Linked DNA regions of Sus scrofa: region 2 is linked to region 1. Evidence: chromatin contacts called from public HiChIP or PLAC-seq data. All regions are on one chromosome and are shown on one strand. The core of a region is the stretch at or near the end of the contact, and the rest is flanking DNA. Distances in the headings are between cores, read along the strand shown. Region 1 holds the start of CHPT1 (cholinephosphotransferase 1). Region 2 has its middle 61 kb from the start of MYBPC1.

The links. HiChIP or PLAC-seq counts read pairs in DNA pulled down with a chosen protein or histone mark.
Region 2: an H3K27ac HiChIP or PLAC-seq map of skeletal muscle shows a contact between it and region 1. The contact joins the enhancer-like site here to the promoter of CHPT1 in region 1. A contact is called at or near these places in 1 of 5 promoter capture datasets (liver), 5 of 47 Hi-C or Micro-C datasets (alveolar macrophages, embryonic fibroblasts, heart right ventricle and 2 more) and 1 of 2 datasets of contacts at active chromatin or transcription factors (skeletal muscle).

Annotation. Positions count from the first base shown.
Region 1 is chr5:82,540,284-82,546,669 of Sscrofa11.1, forward strand. It overlaps CHPT1 (cholinephosphotransferase 1), which reads right to left and starts at 4,107. Exons shown (of 8, transcript XM_021092681.1): 1 at 3,674-4,107. The coding sequence starts at 3,946.
Region 2 is chr5:82,708,840-82,714,878 of Sscrofa11.1, forward strand. No RefSeq gene overlaps it. Among named protein-coding and RNA genes, the nearest start is that of MYBPC1, 61 kb to the left of the region's middle. Within about 2 kb of position 3,547, at least 5 of the 83 cell types and tissues checked have an H3K27ac peak or open chromatin away from gene starts, as enhancers often do. A contact at or near this core is called in liver and skeletal muscle, where this site is marked.

The sequences.
Region 1 (6,386 bases), core at 2,857-5,356:
GATGAAAGAAGCTTAAACTAATGCCCAGTACCTCAGTAATACCCCATAAATGTTAGCTCTCGTTGTTATCATCATCAGAGTGGGATGACGTCGTGGATCTGACTCCAGTGAAGAAGAAAAATTACCTGAGGACATAGTGTGAGGACTGGGTACTGAAAGAGGAAGTAGGACACGGACAAGGAAGACAAGGAGGAGCTCCCTGGTGTCCTTGTGGTTAAGGATTTGCCACTGTCATGGCTGTGGCTCCTTGGCACTGCTGTGTGCTCCATGGCCTGGGAACTTCCGCATGCCGTGGACATGCCAACCCACTTCGCCCCAAAAAAAGAGGAAGGAGAAAAGAGAGGGACAAGGAGGAGAGACATCTTAGCTCTAGGAAATAGTTCAATCTGGCTGGAGTAGAAAGTTCCTTTACAAAATGGTGGCATGAAATGCAGTTCAGAGCACCATTCTAGAAGCTTAGTACAAATCATTTAACCTTTCCCTACTCATTGCCCTTCGTCCCCAGTCATGTCCTAGAAATCAACACAGTAGTTAAAAAAAGATCAAATAATAGTAATATAGCTATGTAGTCAGCATTATATCCGAAATGGAGAGAGAAACGCGAGCATCAGAGTCCAAAAACTACACATGATTTTTTCCCGATCCCTTCTGGAAGGAGTCTGTCAAGTCTGAAAAAGCACTAAGAATTCTTACGTCTAAGAATCAGAAAACAAGCTCCAAGCCAGGTTAAAGTCATTTAACCCTCCGGGCTTCAATTTCCTCTTGGTAAAAATGTATGCTACTCTGACTTCAGGATGGGCGGACAGAAGAAATACGAAAACGGTGGGAAGGCAATTTGAGGAAGGGAAAAAACCTGCCAACCTCCTTGGGCTGACATAAGACACAAAAGCAACAATGGATGTGAAAGCACTTTCCCTACCTGGTAAGTATTACATAAAGCACAAGGTATTTTTCCTCCATCTCACAGAGAGAAAGGCAGGAACTGAGGATGAGATGGTGGTGGTATGTGCTTTAAAAGAAGATGGTTCTGGAGCCAGACTGACTTAGATCTGAATCCTACTAGGTCCTATCGTTACCAGCTCTGTGGCCTGAAAGCAAACAAGCTTTTACTGCTATGCTTCTTCGGTACTATTGCTGGGACTTTATCGAACAGGCAGTGTGAATCCTGCGAAGGTGTTTCCCCCACTGCTCAGCCACTTGGAAGCATGTGCAGGATCTGATTGCATCCTACACTCTTTCTCAATTTCATCTTATGATTTTGAAACCCAGCAGAACCCTGTGGGGCCCCTGGGCACATAAGCCTTTCTGTGTCTCCCATTTGTTGTTTGTGCGGAATAAACTTCAGCCTTCATGACCTTCCCTGAGTTCCAAAGGGCAGGTTCAAACAGTTGCTCAACAGGGAAGGGAGGGGACACAGGGATCAAGAAGGGGCAGTCAGGAAACAATAGCGCAGCTTTTGGGGCAGGGTCTCGGCTTTCTCCTCAAGGAATATGGATAATACTATCTTTTGCGTTCTTCCGCAGAACTAAAACCCCCAACAAATGCAAGCTGTTAATGAAGCATTCTTTATTCTGGAAAGAACACCACCAGACCACTGAACACAAGCTTTGAAAATAATGCAAGCTTGCCTCTACCCGAATCCTTAGCTGTGGCCCTATTTTTCACTCCCCAAACTATAAAACCACCTCCCAAACTCTCCGAAGTAGGGGCACCGTCTTTAAGGCATTAGCCTGCTATGGCCTCCTTTGCCTGGCAAAGCAATAAAGCTATCTTTTTCTCCTTCACCCAAAACTCTGTCTCTAGGTTTCTATTTGGTGAGCAGAGGCTGAATTCCAGCAACGGCTTTAACCCTTACTTCCCATGCCTCATATTGCCCCCACACATATTTTTTTAAAAGAGAAGCACAGCTTAAAAATTAATCATAATTTTACCTGTACCATCAGGCCTCCCCTGACATCCCTGAACAGAATCTCTCGGACTTCTCTGCTCAACAAAATGGTTCTTAAATGAACAACGATGTCGAAACGTTCACAATTTAACTGGCAAATACCAGAAACATCTGAATGCTGTCAAATCCAGGCCCAATAAAAACTGGATTTTATTATATGTTTTCAGGGCTTTTTTAATAATGGTAATGTTTTTAACCTGCTGAACAAATTCTAATTGTCTACATTTCTCTGCATGGTAATATATCATTCAGTCCTCCCTGCATTCTTGTGAGATTGGTTTGGCAATTTCTATTTTGCATGGGGGAAAGCAGACCCAAATGTCTCTACATTAGAAAGAAGCAATCACTTCTAACTCAGTGCACTTTTCAGTCTGGCACACTGCCTCTGGGGGATTCTGCAAACAGGTGGCAACTTACTGTTTTAAAACCATATGTAAACGAATTAACAATCAGAACAGGAGTTCCTGTGGTGGCTCAGTGGTTAACAAATATAAGAACCAGGAGGTTGGGGGTTCGACCCCTGGGCCTTCCTCGGTGGGTTAAGGATCCTGCATTGCTGTGGCGTAGGCCGGCAGCTATAGCCCCATTAGACCCTGGCCTGGGAATCTCCATATGCTGCACCTGCGGCCCTAGAAAAGACAAAAAAAAAAAAACAAAAACAAAAAACCCAAAACCAAAAACAAAACAAAAAACAGAACGTTCACTGACAAATCACATATAATAAACACATCCATCAATTGGCAAGATACGCTTAAAATGTAGGCTTCATCAAATATTTAAAAAAATAGATCCATGTATGGAGGGCATGAAATACTTCCAGTGTATCCTGCTACCGAACCTCAACGAATTAGTTCTCCCAGGACCCATACTCAATTATTACAAATGGAGTTCTCTACTTGGAGGGCAAAGAAAAGAAAGCAACATTAGAAAACATGCAATGTAATATTTTTCCCACATTCTCTAAAAAGCAGTGGGTGGGAGTAGCCCCCTCTGCCTGCGGTCCCCCAGCACAGGTCTCATTACCAGCTGTCCGAAGCCCGCATTATTTACTCTTATTTCGGGCATAGGTCAAATACTCATTGCTAATAAAAATCCTTTGCCTTCTATGATCCCTGGGTCGTGATGATAAGGATTATCACCTTGCTAATAATACCTTTGTTTTTCAAGAAAAAGCCAACAAAGCAAAGAGGAAGTAACCTCTTAAAAGTTATCTTTGATTACCACCGGCTACCGGTAATTTCAGGATCATTAGCGCAACTTTCGAGAAACAGACGGTTAAGTATATGTGTTCAAAAGGCATCTGGGGCTTGGCCAAGCGCACCACAAGTCCCGGGGCCAGGCAGGACGGAGCTGGGGGTGTTCCCAGGGTGCAAAGTAACCGACTGCCTATCCACCCTGCAGCTTGGCCCGGGGTCGGGAGGCGGCCGCGCAGGCAGGCCCCCGGCTCGCAGTGGCCAAGGCGGCCCGTCTGCGGCCCGGGGACGGTGAACACGGGACCGGGGCAGTGACCTTGACAGCCCCTGTGCGGTCCGGGGGGAGGCTCGGGGTGGACACAGGACCGGGTAGCGGCGTGACCACTTCCAGGCGGCCGCAGCGCGGGGGCGATGGCGGGGTCCACCCTCTGCGGCCTCGGGAGGCTCAGCAGCGCACCCGGGGCGGGGCCCGGGCGGGGGGCTCAGGGCTCCGGGGGCCAGCAGTTGGGGGTGGGCGGGCGGCAGGCCCTACCTCCTCGGTGACCGTCGGGCAATAGGAGATGAGCAGAAGCGTGGTGAGCAGGTTGATGGCGAGGCCCAGGAGGGTGATGGAGTTGGGGGCCATCCACAGCGGAATCCACTGGAGCAGCCAGGTCCAGTAGAGCTGCAGCGGCGGCTCGAGCAGCGAGACGCCCGCTGCGCTGTAGCGGTGCTCCTCCAGCCGCCGAAGCTGCGCCGCGCTCAGCGGCTCTGCCAGCGCCTTCTGCCAGCGCGGCGCGGGCCTGGCCCCGGCGCCCGCCGCCATGGCCGCCTGCTGGCCCGGGCGCTGCGAGCGAGGGCAGCCCGCGCCAGGCGCCAGGGCGGGGACAGGTGGAGGGAGGGGCTCGCGGGCCCGGGCCTGCGCCCGGCGGGTGGGACTCGCCCGTCCGGCCCGCGGCCGAGGTCGAACTCAGGCCGGGGCCCCCGGGGCCCTAGGCGCCCGCCCGCAGAGCCGCGGGCCGCGGGGGGCGGGGCTCGGGGAGGGGCCCGGGCTGGGGGGGTGGGGGTCGGGGAGGGGGGCACCGCCGGGTCCCTGGCGCCCCTGACTCTCTAATTGCCGCCCGAAGGACCCAGACTTCCCCCAGAGCCCGATGCACCTGACTCTAAAGTCCGATTCTTCTCCCGGGACGGTGGGAAAACTCCCCTGGGGGACGTGTCGCGGGCTGCACGGTTAGAATCTGGTTTCTCCAACTCGTGCGGTGTGCAGGGCTCGGTCCTCCTAGCGGGGAACGCGCTAGCCCTTCCCACACTGCAGGACGCCGCCGCCGCCTGCAGAGCCGGGGAGAGCTGGGTAGTGTGTGAGAAGGTGATTTTGCCCTTCTTGGGTCATGGGCTTGAGGGCCGCATCTGCCAGAAGAGAGATCTTCCTGGATAAACACACAGGCCCAGTTCTTCCTTCCAACCTCGAGGGGCCCTGCCATGTTTTAGCTCTAGAGAACCCTCACTAGCGGGTTCAGGGATCAGGGTTCAGGGTTCAGGGTTCAGATTCCAAGGTGTTGGAACTATCAATCGGGGCTTAGAAACACTGGCTAACTAGGAGCCTGAATGGTCGAAACCCATCTGATAAGAGCGTCTGATACCAGTGGGTGTTTTTACACACCCCCTTCCCTGCAAGGACGGGGAACAAGCCCCCATGCCACATAATGGCAGTTCACCAGCCCCTTACCTCACAATGCCCCCATTTAGACAGGGGACAGCCTGTCACAAACATGTCATTTTGCTCAACCCGAGGCAAGTCTGCCACTTACCTTTTTCTTCACTTCATGGCTCTTATCTGCATGCGCTTCTCTAAGGCATAGAACAAACTCAGAAACTGTTTTCCGGAGCGTCATGTTGGGCCGGGCACCAGCAGGTGTAGTTTGTTCCAAGGATTTAGCACGCCTTGGAGATGCGCCAATGAGCTACGCCCCCGCACACCACCTGTTTTCATTCCACGTATGAGCTAAGTATGGTTTTTACATTTTTAAATGACTGAAAAAAAAATTTTAAAGAATTTTTCTGTGACATAACATTACATGAAATTCATATTTCAGTGCCATGAATAAAGCCACTTATGCCTTACATATTTTTTTGACTGCTTTCATGTTCCAAGGGCAAAGTTCAGTGGTTGTGACAGAGACCATACAGCTCGCAAAGCCTACAATATTTACTGCCTGGCCTTTTACCAACAAAATTTGGTAATCCTTTCCTTAGAGCAATATGGGGGTGTCTGCAGACCACATCATGCATTGAATATACATCTTTTTTTTTTGTCTTTTCTAGGGCCGCACTCACGCCATATGGAGGTTCCCAGGCTAGGGGCCTAATCTGAGCTGTAGATGCTGGCCTACACCACAGCTCACGACAATGCCAGATCCTTAACCCACTGAGCAAGGCCAGGGATCGAACCTGCAACCTCATGGTTCCTAGTTGAATTTGTTAACCACTGAGCCACGACAGGAACTCCTGAATATACATCTCTTAATCTTCAATGTGAAAAAATGATGCTGTCAAATGCAGGAAAGTAATTGGAATGACAGAGATACCCCCCTTTCTTTTTCTTTTACTTTTTTTTTTTTTTTTTTTTAGGACTGCACCTGTGGCATATGGAAGTTCCCAGGTTAGGGGTCGAATCAGAGCTGCAGCTGCCAGCCTATGCCACAGCCACAGCAATGTGGGATCTGAGCCTCTTCTGTGACCTACACCATACCTCATGGCAATGCTGGATCCTTAACCCACTGAATAAGCCCAGGGATGTAACCCACAACCTCATGGATGCTAGCATGGTTTGTAATCTGCTGAGCCACACTGGGAACTCTCCAGAAATCCACTTTTAACTATGCTGCTTTTATGTATGGTCAATTTTGAGCTATCTGCCTTTTAATTTAGCTGTTCCGTGAATAGGCCAAGGAAAAAATTCCATTTCCAATTAATAAATTTAACTATATTACAGATAATTTCTAATATACATCAAAAACATCGTAAAGAGAATGTAAGGACAAATCATAAACAGGGAAAAGTTATTTCCCTCAGATAAAATCCATATTGAATAGCACCGGGATCATATAAAGAATTCCTAGAAATCCATGAAAAATAGAAAAATGGGAGTTCCCACTGTGGCTCAGCAGGTTAAGAACCTGACTAGTATGACTAGTAGCCATGACGATATGGGTTCAATCCCTGGCCTCACTCAGAGGGTTAAGGATCTGGCATTGCCATAAGCTATG
Region 2 (6,039 bases), core at 2,297-4,796, 170 kb after region 1:
AGTTGTATTTTTTAGATTCCACATGTAAGTGATATCATGCACTATTAGCTTTCCTCTGCCTGACTTATTTCAATAAGCAAAATACCCTCCAAGACCATTCATGTTGCTGCAAATGGAAAAATTTTGTACCTTTTATGGCTGAGTGCTATTCCATTGTTTGTGTGTGTGAATATGTATTATACACATATATCTCACATCTCCACTTGGGCTGCTTCCATGTCTTGGTAGTTGTAAATAATGCTGCTATGAACAATGGGGTGCATGTATCTTTACAAAGTAGTGTTTTCATTTTTTTCAGGTATATACCCAGGAGTGGAATTGCTGTGTCAAATGGTAGTTCTATTTTTAGTGGTTTTTTTTTTTTTTTTTGTATTTTCATGGCTGCGTTCCCAGGCTGGGGGGTCCAATCAGAGCTGTAGCTGCCAGCCTACGCCACAGCCCACAGCCACAGCTACACCAGATCCAAGCCACGTCTGTGACCTACACCACAGTTCATGGCAACGCTGGATCCTTAACCCACTGAGAGAGGCCAGGGATTGAACTGGCATCCTCATGGATATTAGTCAGGTTCCTTAACCACTGAGCCATGACAGGAACTCCCTATTTTTAGTTTCTTGAGAAATCACAGTGGCTGCGCCAATTTCCATTCTCACCAGTGAACTTGCACTTTTTAAGCATCCATGACCTATCCAGCCCTGTGCTAGGTTTGGCCATTGGTGTCTTTTAAACTTGCAATAGTAAGCCTAAAAAAAAATCTTTTTAGTGCAATAAAAAGGAGAATTAATTAACATGAACTAAGCGCTTACTCTGTAGCAGACTCGGGGGTCCATTTCTTGCTCAAATAAACTCAGAGCCTTTGGCCCTCTTGTCTTCGGTCATACAGCTGGTAAGTGGTAGAGCCTGCGAATCCAGGCTCTTGGATCCAAAGCCATTCTCTTCATGGTGAGGCCTTACTCAGAGGGCAGTGGAGAAGGAATTCATCGTGTCGCTAAATACAAATACGTTTTGTTTTGGTTTTTTCCGTTTCGGTTGCCCCACAGCATACCAAGTTCCCAGGCCAGGGATCGGATCCGAGCTGTGGTTGTGACCTATGCTGCAGCTGCAGCAACACTGGATCCTTTAACACGCTGTGCAGGGCCAGGGATTGAACCTGCATCCCAGCATGGCAGAGACACCCCTGATCCCACTGTGCACTGATCTCCACTAAAAACAAATTAGTAGTATTCCATTGTGTATATATACCACATCTTCCGAATCCAATAATCTGTCGATGGACATTTGGGTTGTTTCCATGTCCTGGCTATTGTGAATAGTGCTGCAATGAACATGCGGGTGCATGCGTCTCTTTTAAGTAGAGTTTTGTCCGGATATATTCCCAGGAGTGGGATTGCGGGGTCATATGGAAGTTCTATGTATAGATTTCTAAGGTATCTCCAAACTGTTCTCCATAGTGGCTATACCAGTTTATATTCCCACCAACAGTGCAGGAGGGTTCCCTTTTCTCCATATTTATGTATTTGTTTTTCTTTCTTTTCTTTTTTTTGGGGGGGGGTGCTGCACCCATAGCATATGGAAGTTCCCAGGCTAGGGGTCGAATACAATCTACAGCTGCTGGCGTACACCACAGCCACAGCAATGCTGGATCCTTAACCCGCTGAGCGAGGCCAGAGATTGAACCCTCATTATCTGGGATGCCAGCCGATTTCATTACCACTGAGCCACAAAGGGAACTCCCACAAATGAGTTTTTAAATTCTCTGCTGCTGGAGTGGCCTCGACTCTGCTCTTCTCCTGGAGGAGACTGACTTTCCCTTCTCCTCTGCAGGTCACAGTCTATCCATTTTCAAATGTAATCCAACATAAAAATAACTTTTCATGTCAGAAAATATCTATCCTAGAACATCCCAACCTGAAGTTGGGAATTTCTATTCCTGGTGGTTCTAAACAATAGAAATTCACTCATTTATTCTTTCATGTAATTAATTTTTTTCTTTTTGTCTTTTTAGGGCTGCACCCACAGCATATAGAGGTTCCCAGGCCAGGGGTCGAATTGGAGCTATAGCTGCCGGCCTACAGCACAGCCCCAGCAACTCGAGATCCGAGCCGTGTCCGTGACCTACACCACAGCTCATGGCAACGCCGGATCCTTAGCCCACTGAGTGAGGCCAGGGATCGAACTCACCACCTCATGGTTCCTAGTCGGATTTGTTCCTGCTGTGCCATGATGGGAACTCCATCTTTCATGTAATAAATTATTAAGTGCCCACTATGTGGCAGGCACAGTCCAAGGCTCTGCTTCTGCCTTCATGGGGCTTATGTTCTAGTGAGAGAGACCATAATAAACAAGTAAGCAAGTAAATAAAAATAGTAAGTACAGACTATATAAAGCCACAGGAGAAATAAACAAGATATTGTTTTAAGGAATGGATGATGGTCATTAGGGATGACTTCCTGAGAGGGTGACTTTTGACCAATTCATAAAGGAGGAGAAGAAGCCTGCCATTCAAAAAGCCTAGGAGATGGTATTTGAGACAGAAAGACCAATATGTGCAAAGGCTCTGAGGATGAAAAGAGCTTGACCAGTTCTAGAAACTGAGGCTGTGGAACACAGGGGCAGAGGAAGAGTGACATGGGTGAGCTAAGCTGAGGTTGTAGTTGTAGGAAGAGGCCAGGTCTTGTAGGGCCATGTGGGGCCAGGTCTCCTCTGTGCATCTTATTCTTTACGGATTTTGTGCCTTAGCAAAGGAACGGTATAATCTGATTAACAGTTTTAAAAAATCACTTTGGATGAGAAGTAGTTCTAAAAAGTTGAGAATGGGGAGTTCCCATTGTGGCTCAGCAAGAAAAAACCTGCCCAGTAATCATGAGGAGGCAGGTTTGATCCCTGGTCTCGCCCAGTGGGTTAAGGATCCAGCGTTGCTGTGAGCTGTGCTGTAGGTCACAGATGAGGCTCAGATCCCATGTTGTTGTCGCTGTGGGTGTGGCTGGCAGCTGCAGCTCCCATTAGACCCCTAGCCTGGGAACTTCCATATGCCACAGTGCAGCCTTAAAAAGAAAAAAAGAAAAAAAAAAAAGAATAGAAGCAGGGAGACTAGTTAGGAACCTGTGGCTATGGTCCATAGAACGAAGAAGATGGAGAGGGAAGTCAGTAGATAGATGCAAAAAAAGGATTTTGAAGGGAGATGACTGTGTGCTCTGTTCCTGACTAATTGACGGTAAATCAATGTGTATGTTGAATGAATGAATGAGTGTTTCTAGTTTGTAGCCTCGGATAGTGTCTGACTCAACATGTTTCACCCTTGCTTATTTAATAACTACTTGTTGAACAAAGAAACTTGGTGAGAGGCTTGAAAACCAGATTTTGGAAAGAAGGGTTCTAATTTTTCTTCTGAGAATAATAAAGCAGCAGCTCTAATTTACGCAGCACGTTTTATGTGGCGATTGTGCATTCATTAAATTGTCCCCACGACGGCCCCAGAATTGGTACGTTGATCTCCTCATCTTACAGCTGAGGAACCTGATATTCACAGACGTACATTCAACACATTTATTTAAAAAGTGTTGAGTGTCTGAAGTGTCAGGTCTCATGAAAAATAAGTGGCAGATCTAGGCTTGAACTTGAGACTCTCTGATTCTGAAGCTGATGTTCTCTTCTAAGTTACACTTGCGCAAATTAAGGACTGAAAGACTTGAAAAATCTATAACGCTTCTCAACCTCTGCTCTGTCATTTTTAGGTATCAGCAAGTACAAACTATGAGCTGCTTAGGCTGGATTTCACGCACACCAGAAGCCTGGATCCCTGACCTTTATCCCCGACTCAGAATACTTCTATGCGTGACCTGGGATCTCTTGCCATGGGTGGAGACAGGGACCTGGCTGGCTCCACGAGTCTGCATTCCCACTTGCTGTCCCAAAGTTCCAACTGCCTGCAGCTCCCGTCGCTATGCCCTGATGGCTAAGTCTGGTCTGGCACGGGGACAGAGGGACTCCGAGGCCGAGAAGCTGAGAATCCTTGCTGGCCGCTTTGGGAGGGCCAGATAACACAAGTGAGAGGCCAGCATGCTAAAAAGAGGGAGGGCTATTTTGAGAATCTGGTCAAGTAATGTTTCACAGTGGAAAAACAGTAGCACTCTGCACAGGATGTGACTTGACAGGAGCCATGGCTCAGGCGTCAGTGCCCTGGGTTTCTATTTTTATTGGGAAAACTTGTACTTTGAACCTTAAAAGGCCCGCACATAACAAAAAGGGAAAACTTGATGTCAAATCTGGAAAGGTTTCTAAAAAATATCACAGGAGTTCCCATCGTGGCGCAGCAGAAACGAATCTGACTAGGAACGCTGAGGTTGCGGGTTCCATCCCTGGCCTCGATCAGTGGGTTAAGGATCCAGCGTTGCCGTGAGCTGTGGTGTAGGTCGCAGACATGGCTCGAATCTGATGTTGCTTTGGCTGTGGTGGAGGCTGGCAGCTGTAGCTCCTATTGAACCCCTAGCCTGAGAACCTCCATATGCCACGGGTGCGGCCCTAAAAAGCAAAATAAATAAATAAATAAATAAATAGAATGTCATAGCTCAACATTGGGGGTCAGTCTATTAAATACCTCATGGCACATCTACATAAGGATGTGCCATTACAATGATAATATAAAGCTCTCTTTGTCCACCAAAAAAAATGTTCACACTACATTTTTCTATGCAGAGTCATGATTACAAACAGAATACAGAACACATGTATAACACATTTTGTAAAATACATGCATGGCTATATGCGCATAGAAAACATTTGGAAGGAGACATAAAAAAATAAAAGGTTATTACTAGCCTATACCACAGCCACAGCAACACAGGATCTGAGCCACATCTACAACCTACACCACAGCTCACAGCAATGCCGGATCCCTGACTGACTGCGTGAGGCCAAGGATCAAACCCACATCCTCATGGATACTAGTCAGATTCGTAACACACTGAGCTACAATGGGAACTCCTGTACCTTTATATTTTTAATTTATGAATCTTTTATAAGAAGTATGAATTGTGGAGTTCCTGTTGTGGCACAGGGGTTAATGAATCCGACTAGGAACCATGAGGTTGTGGGTTCGATCCCTGGCCTTGCTCAGTGGGTTAGGAATCGGGCGTTGCCATGAGCTGTGGTGTAGGTTGCAGACACGGCTTGGATCCCGCATTGCTGTGGCTCTGGCGTAGGCTGACGGCTACAGCTCTGATTCAAGCCCTAGCCTGGGAACTCCATATGCCGCAGGAGCGGCCCAAGAAATGGCAAAAAGACAAAAAGACAAAAAAAAAAAAAAAAAAAAAAGTGTGAATTGTATATGTACAACCAGAAAAAAAAAAAAAAAGAGAGAGAGAGAAGCAACTTCCACTTTGAAGGACGAGATGGTGATCTAACCCCCGATCAAGTGGTTAAGGGAAATCCTGTAGGGTAAGAATCGGATAAGAAAGGGTCAAAGTCTTTAGCTCAAGCTTTGTTTCTAAAATTCTCATAAAAGCCATATTCTGTGTCTAAAATTATCTCCACCTTACTTATATATTGTGTTGATTACAGTGTAGATTTGGAGTCAGAGAACACCTTAAAAAAAATCAATGAAGGAAAAAATACAAATTAATCAGCCATCATATCCACACTGTTTAGAGTCAGAGAACACCTTAAAAAAAATCAATGAAGGAAAAAATACAAATTAATCAGCCATCATATCCACACTGTTTAGAGTCAGTTTATAGCAACTAATTAACATTGACAGCTTTGACTAAGACTAGGACAGCTGTTTACTTAGCAGACCAAGTCTAGTAAAGGTGGAGAAGCCTGGGAGAGGAGAGAATGAAGTCTACAAGGCTGGAGATGAAAGAGCTTCAGGCACCTTGACTACGAGAGTTAATGTGAAGGACACGTCGAGAGGGGAAACAGCAAGCTTGCCCCACCATGTGCAGCTGTCGAACTCATCTGCCATGTTCAGCTTTCCGACCTCTCCAATGTAGAGACAGGGTTTTTCCCCTCAGTTTTTTCCTTATCGGGATATTCTGCCTA